Regions from separate parts of the Sus scrofa genome. Here region 1 is linked to region 2. The links are chromatin contacts, called in public Hi-C maps. All regions are on one chromosome and are shown on one strand. Each heading gives the region's core, a stretch centred on a gene start, on an enhancer-like site or on the middle of the called end of the contact. The rest is flanking DNA. Distances are from core to core; before and after follow the strand shown. Region 1 overlaps PDE4B (phosphodiesterase 4B). Region 2 overlaps PDE4B (phosphodiesterase 4B).

Evidence for each region. A called contact is a pair of places that touch in the nucleus more often than the background predicts.
Region 1: a Hi-C map of liver shows a contact between it and region 2, with 7 times the contacts expected there. The contact joins two enhancer-like sites. A contact is called at or near these places in 1 of 5 promoter capture datasets (liver), 28 of 47 Hi-C or Micro-C datasets (alveolar macrophages, blood, brain and 10 more) and 2 of 2 datasets of contacts at active chromatin or transcription factors (alveolar macrophages and skeletal muscle).

Annotation. Positions count from the first base shown.
Region 1 is chr6:146,272,646-146,275,791 of Sscrofa11.1, reverse strand. All of the region lies in intron 8 of PDE4B (phosphodiesterase 4B), which reads left to right. The region is part of intron 1 of LOC102162258 (a long non-coding RNA gene); the gene reads right to left. Among named protein-coding and RNA genes, the nearest start is that of SGIP1, 220 kb to the right of the region's middle. Within about 2 kb of position 1,726, at least 42 of the 83 cell types and tissues checked have an H3K27ac peak or open chromatin away from gene starts, as enhancers often do. A contact at or near this core is called in alveolar macrophages, fetal liver, liver and 2 more, where this site is marked.
Region 2 is chr6:146,215,166-146,218,253 of Sscrofa11.1, reverse strand. The region is part of intron 8 of PDE4B (phosphodiesterase 4B); the gene reads left to right. Among named protein-coding and RNA genes, the nearest start is that of SGIP1, 170 kb to the right of the region's middle. Within about 2 kb of position 1,618, at least 8 of the 83 cell types and tissues checked have an H3K27ac peak or open chromatin away from gene starts, as enhancers often do. A contact at or near this core is called in alveolar macrophages, fetal liver, liver and 2 more, where this site is marked.

The sequences.
Region 1 (3,146 bases), core at 477-2,976, 57 kb before region 2:
ATCGTCCCACTTTTCCCACCCATCCTATTCCTGGCTTTTGCATGCATTTCAGTACTGATCATGAGTATGTCGTGCAAGAATTTACTGAAAGGAAATAAATTATCAAGTGTTCACTGACTTTAAAAAATGTTCCTTTGCTTTGCAAAATAGGAGAATATTCTTTTTAATGGCCAGCACTTCTGATGATCACAAATGCAACTTGATTTTTAATAATATGCATCATATATGGAACATTCTAGCAGCCAAAACAATGGGTGAAGTGGAATAGTCTGTCCTGATTTTCTTCTTCCCAAATACATTGATCCATGTCCTAAGCAGGATCCTCACCCATGTCACAGATCAGATATTATGAAGAACAACCCCCAAGGCCATGGGTCCTTAGAAATGTCAGCAAGCCATGTCACAAAGATGACTCGAGAAATGCCTTGAGGACTCAGGCTCGACTGCTGCAGGTTCAAAGCCTGGGTATCCATAGCCTCGGCTCATGGTGGTTTTCAACACCAGTCAACTAGGTATATTTCGAGAAAAGTACAGAGAAATAGGATGAGATAATATAGAGCTTTCCAGTAAGATTGAAATAGGTTGACCTAAGTGAGAAACAGACTTGATATTTTTTAGTGCTCATGGGGATCCATTTCTTCTATATGTGTCCCCCAGGTCATTCTGGGGAGGAAATGGCTTTTTACTGGTTAATCCAGAAGCCTATTTCTCAGTATGAGTTCCTCCTGTGTCTTTGTTGCTGACCACGATTCCTCCTGGAAAGGTTCATGTGGGTGTGTCAGATGCAGCGTTTATTTGAGGAGTGGACAAGAGGCTCCGTGGGTTACCTGGGATCCTAAGAAATTCAGAAAGTCATGACCTTGCTTCGGTTCTCATTCTTGGCTGGAGCAGCCAGAGTCTAGGATGAGAGAGGGACCGTGTGTACAGCAGTAAAGGGCTCTCTGAGCCACGGTGATGGCCTGAGAGTGATCTGAGTCAGATGACTGGAAATGAAGCCCAGCACAAGCAGCACATTTGCTCCGTTTCTACATTAAGCAAGAACTGTCAAGCAGGGTTACAACACTTATGAACAAATACTAATAAAGTCAATCTTGTTACCAAAGGCTGCGGCCACTCGCACAAAAGGAGAAATTGGAGGGAATTACAGAGAGAGAGCGGAAAGGAAAGAAAAAAAAGCCTAAAAACATCAGATTGTTTTTTTCTTCTTTTCCTGAATGTTGTGTGGCCTGAATTATTGGGGTAATTTCCTTAATTATTCACCTCGAATGTTTAGACAGTCTGCATACAAAATAACAGGGCAGATGCACTGGAAAAGCTGTAGTAGTTCTGAGAGTATTTCCCCAAATGGTTGTTTTGTAGGGATTACTTTCGTTCAAATTAGCCCTCCTGAATAAGCTTACCTCAGAGCCCCAGCATCGAGCTGTTTATATTGATTTGCAAGTATTCCATGTGTCCTAAAATGAGATAAGGGTAAGTTGCAAAAAAAAAACATGAGCAAGTCAACTGAAGTGTGAAGAGTTAAAATGTTACCCTTGAGCAAAGGTTACCAAAAATAATACTCTGCTCATTAATGGCTACTTCACTACTTCCAAATTAATTTCTAAATTTAGTGTGAATGTTTCTTTGTATTAAATGGAACTGAGGAGACCCACAGCCTCTCATCTCTCACTTGCTGCCTAAAGACTGGAGTTCGTTCCGCCTTGGTTCCACTTCGTGTTTTTGCACTGCTGAGAAACACCATCCACCCACCCCCCCTGAAAGTTGGAATCATGCATGTTAGTAAGTATTTCAGTTATGCTATTGACGTCAATGGAGTCATTAAATAGATTGCTGGCCCTCCCAGAGGCAAATCACTGCCAGGGACCTAGATACAGACACGTTTTTTACAAAGACAACCATCAGGTTTTGCTATAGCAGTGAGCCAGGGAAAGGCAAAAGTTTATACTGTAGCAGACCTATCTCCAAACACAGTTTCTTTCTTTCTTTTGCATTTTAGTTCCGGCCTTTCTTTCTCTTTGGTTACAGTAGGCTGGAGCAGATGCCTAGATATTGTTGCCTGAATGTTTTGTGTGCAAAAGCATCTCCTGTCATTGAGACTCTGAAGGGAGACACCCCACTCTTAAAAAATGTGTCTCATCTTTAGCTCTACACAGCCTATCCTGATGTTTATTTGGTGGCATAAATTATCTAGGCAAATCGCTATTGTCTGCCCATATGAGCTATTGTCTCCTCGTGGCCTGAATAAACAGTGTCCTGCACACACACACACACACGCACACGCACATTTGTCCTTTCTGCTGCTTCTAGGTGACTTCTAGCTGCAGCCCCTCATCTATGAATCAACCTTTGTGCAGCCTGCCCTGTGCTTCGGCACTCAGGCTCTAAAGCAAAGGGTGGAGGAGGCGACAGAGAAGAAAGCTTCACTTCTCTCAGTTGGCTCATCTGCAGAGTCCCGCAGGAGGCAGGAGGCTGCCCACGTGCCTGTGTCCTCCCAAAGCCCAGCTGCTGCCAGCCTCAAGCCTGGTCATGCAGCTCGCCGGCATGTCAGAGAGGGCTCTTCAGGAAACATCTGTCTCTTCCTGGGTATTCCTGACAACTCTATTTACCTGGACAGGCCCAGGAGTCAGAGCCAAATCTTGCCCTCACACCTGGACTCTTCTGACTTTGCCCCCAGGCACGAAGTCGGGGAGCCATCTTGAGCAGAGCGCTCTCTCCGAATCCGGTTATCAGAATCCACCGTGCTGGTCTTAGCGCTCATCGCCTTTCCTAACCCTGTCCCTTCACTCCCTGCGCTCCTTATCAGTAAGTGTGTATACACGCTTATCAGTAAGTAGGCACAGAAATGCCAGACATCCAGCCACCTTTAGTAACCCCTTTGGGTTCATCCGGAGGCCCAGATCCACCCCCAACTCCACCACTGCGCCTTTCCCCACATTCCTGGCTCTGTGTATCTCTCCACCATCTTTTATCGCTCCACCTCCCACAGCTGGCTCTTGGGGTCTTTGCTCCAATCTTACCCCCTGGTTTTCTTCCCATCCTCCCTCCCTTAGTGTCGTGCTCCATCCTTCTCTACGTTAACCCTGGTGGGGGGTCCTTCAGCTTAGTTATTGTACTCATTCCCCCCACACACTTCAATCCACCTTCCA
Region 2 (3,088 bases), core at 369-2,868:
TGGTATTTGTATCAGGAGCTGGGCGAAGGGGGATTGGGAAGGTGTTGGTCAAAAGTTTCAAATGCGTAAGGTGGATAAGTCCTAGACCCACTGTGTATATAGCATGGCTGTATAATACATGTAAAAAATTGTTAAGGCACACGCACACACACACACACACACACACACACACACACACACAAAGAGGGAGGGAGAAAATATTTAGAAGTGATGCTTAGGGTTATGTGATTATTTTCAGTGATGGGCTCACGGCTATGTATTTACCCTCAACCTCATCCAGCTGAATACATGAAACATGCCCAGCTTTTTCTGTAGGTCTCAATCCTATCTCAACGAAAAATTGCATTGAGGTATAGTTGATAGCAAATATTTTTATTTTAGGTATCTCATGATGCTTTCACTTGCTAATTATGTGGATTTGGGACCTCTCTGAGCCCCAGGTTTCTCACTTGTATTAAGAAGCCCTTTGGAGTTCCCATTGTGGCGCAGCAGAAATGAATCCGACCAGGAACCATGAGGTTGCAGGTGCGATCCTTGCCCTCGCTCAGTAGGTTAAGGATCTGGCATTGCCGGGAGCTGTGGTGTAGGTCGTAGAGGCAGCTCGGATCCTGCGTTGCTGCAGCTGTGGCATAAAACGGAAGCGGTAGCTCTGATTAGACCCCTAGCCTGGGAACTTTCATATGCCGTGGGTGCGGCCCTAAAAAGCAAAATAAATAAATAAGTAAAATAAAATAAAATAAAAAACCCTCATACTGAGAGCTTCCGAGTCAAATGATATAAGTATGTAAAGGCCTCTGTCCCCTTCTCCCCCAGAGAGCAGGAATAAGAAGATGCTCTCCTACGCAGAGTGTGGGGCCAACTTTCAGGGCACCTGAGGCCTGTTACCAGCTGGACCACTGACTTCGTCTCTGCTCAGATCCGTTCCCAGGCTTTCTAGCTCTGAGCAGCTTGCCCTTTGTGGCCAGGCTGAGGTTTCTTATCGCCCTTTCCTGTCACCTCTCTCTGCGTCTGTCATGCCCAGCACTCCTCTACTGACACCCATGTTCTATTGAACGTGCATGAAAAAACGGGGACTCTTGAAATATGGCCTAAGTATTAGCTGAGCTGGAAAAGTATCAAAGCAGAAGAGAGGAGATCCTTGACTGAAAAAAAAAAAAAAAGATTGTTACTCCACAGTTTGTACCATGTCATCTGTTTTAATTACACACACACACACACACACGAAAGGATATGCACAAGGGGACTACCAATGGTATCTCTGCTTGGTAAAAATGTGATATTTTTATCCATTTGATGTTTTTGCTTCTCTGTAATTTTCTAATTTTCTACACGGCACCCATATCCCATCTGTAATAATAAATATGATATTGACAGAATGTGTGTTGAAAGTTTGCGCTCTGGTTTTGTGTGTATTCTCCCATGCTACCTCCCCTGGGAGAACTGGGTAAGCATTTTTCCTGTGTTCATTGTAAGATAAAGAAGTGTAGTCTCAGCAAATGTAGGTAACTTGCCTGAGGTTACCCACAGAAGCAAGAGGCGGGACCAGAACCAAGCCAGGTTTTCTGAGTAAATATTGCACAGTAAATATCGTGCTAGTGGCTGCGTTAGCTGGATCAGAAAAGGGAAGAGGAGAGTCAAGAAATGACAACATTTAGGAAAGCAGTTACACAATTTTAAATAGAAAAGACCTAAGGGTTCGATGCCACTTTAAAAGCAGCAGTTTCAGGAATGCCTGCATTTTCAGTCCTGAGGTGAATCCTGTCTTCCATTGACCAAGATATGGTTTTGCCCAGAATCTTGTTCTATTAATTTAACCTCAGACTTAGCTTTTGCCTTAAGGTGAATGAGAGATAATCATACCTCTTGGGTGTTTATTGCACGGAGATGTTGCAAGGATTAATGGCAGTGTGCTTGGAGCTCCTTTGAGAAAGAAGCTATATGAATACCGTGTATTATTACCAGATTAATATTTATTATCCACCCAGCTCCTCTTCCTGTTTCTCAAGGTCAAACGCAACACTTACCAGACCGGCAGAAGGAAGGAAGTCTTCCGTTGTTGCTCTTATTGAAGTGAAAGAGGGAAAGAAGGGAAGAACAGAGGGGAGGTTCTCCCTGCTCCTTTTTCCTTCTGGAAATTCTTGACAACTAGAGCCACCCCATGACCATACATAGTCCCATTACTGGCTCTTATCCTCTTGAGATTTGCTTCTGGGGTGCTAAGCATTGTCCCTTCTCGGAGCCTCTTTTTGTAAGAAAAGCAATAGGACCAGCTTTGTGGGCCTGCGAGTCCGGATGCTGCACAGGGCCCCCTCACTCAGAAGGGCGCCGTAGTCAGTTTTGAAACTCGTAATGATTTTATCTTTGATCTTGTGTTTTGTATGTCTGATGGGAAAATGGAGCATATACTCCCGTGGCTTGGAGCCTTGGCTCAAGCACTCTCCCATCTCCTGTCACCTGCCTGCCTCCCCTGGTCATGTCCTCAGCCACCCGTCTCCCTGATCCTTAGCACCCCAGGGCTCATCCAGCATCCTTCTCCCTATGCCTGCCTGTGACCCCTGCTGCCATCCACTCCCATCAGGGCCTGGGTGCAGGTGCAGAGAGCGTCTGAGTTAGGCGTGTGTGCCTGGCAACGTCTCAGGTGGGGCATGGATGTTACATGGTAGACAGAGGCCGTGTCTTGGTGGAGGTGCACTTCCTGTCCACCCCTGACCCAGGTATCTAGCACATCCCAGTGCAGCGATGGCAGCACTCTTTGTCACCTCTCTGCTGTGGGTTGGACCATTGGTAGCCTATGAAGGGAAATCTCTGACTTTTCCAGAGCCTGCCCTGGGTGTGGGGCCAGGGGACAGCACATCAGTTTCGAAACTGGCAGGTAGGGGCACCGCAGCTGCTGGTAAGTTGTGCATATGCCCTCAGTCTTAGGAGGCAGGGCCTCTGGGGTCCTATGAGGGTCCGCACTTTCCTCCTGGCATCCCTCTGCATGTCCTTCATTAATTGTGACAAATGTGCCATTATAAGGTGTTAACAACAGGGAGACCTGGATGTGGGGGAGATGGGAACTCTCTCTGTTATCGCTGCAACTTTTCAG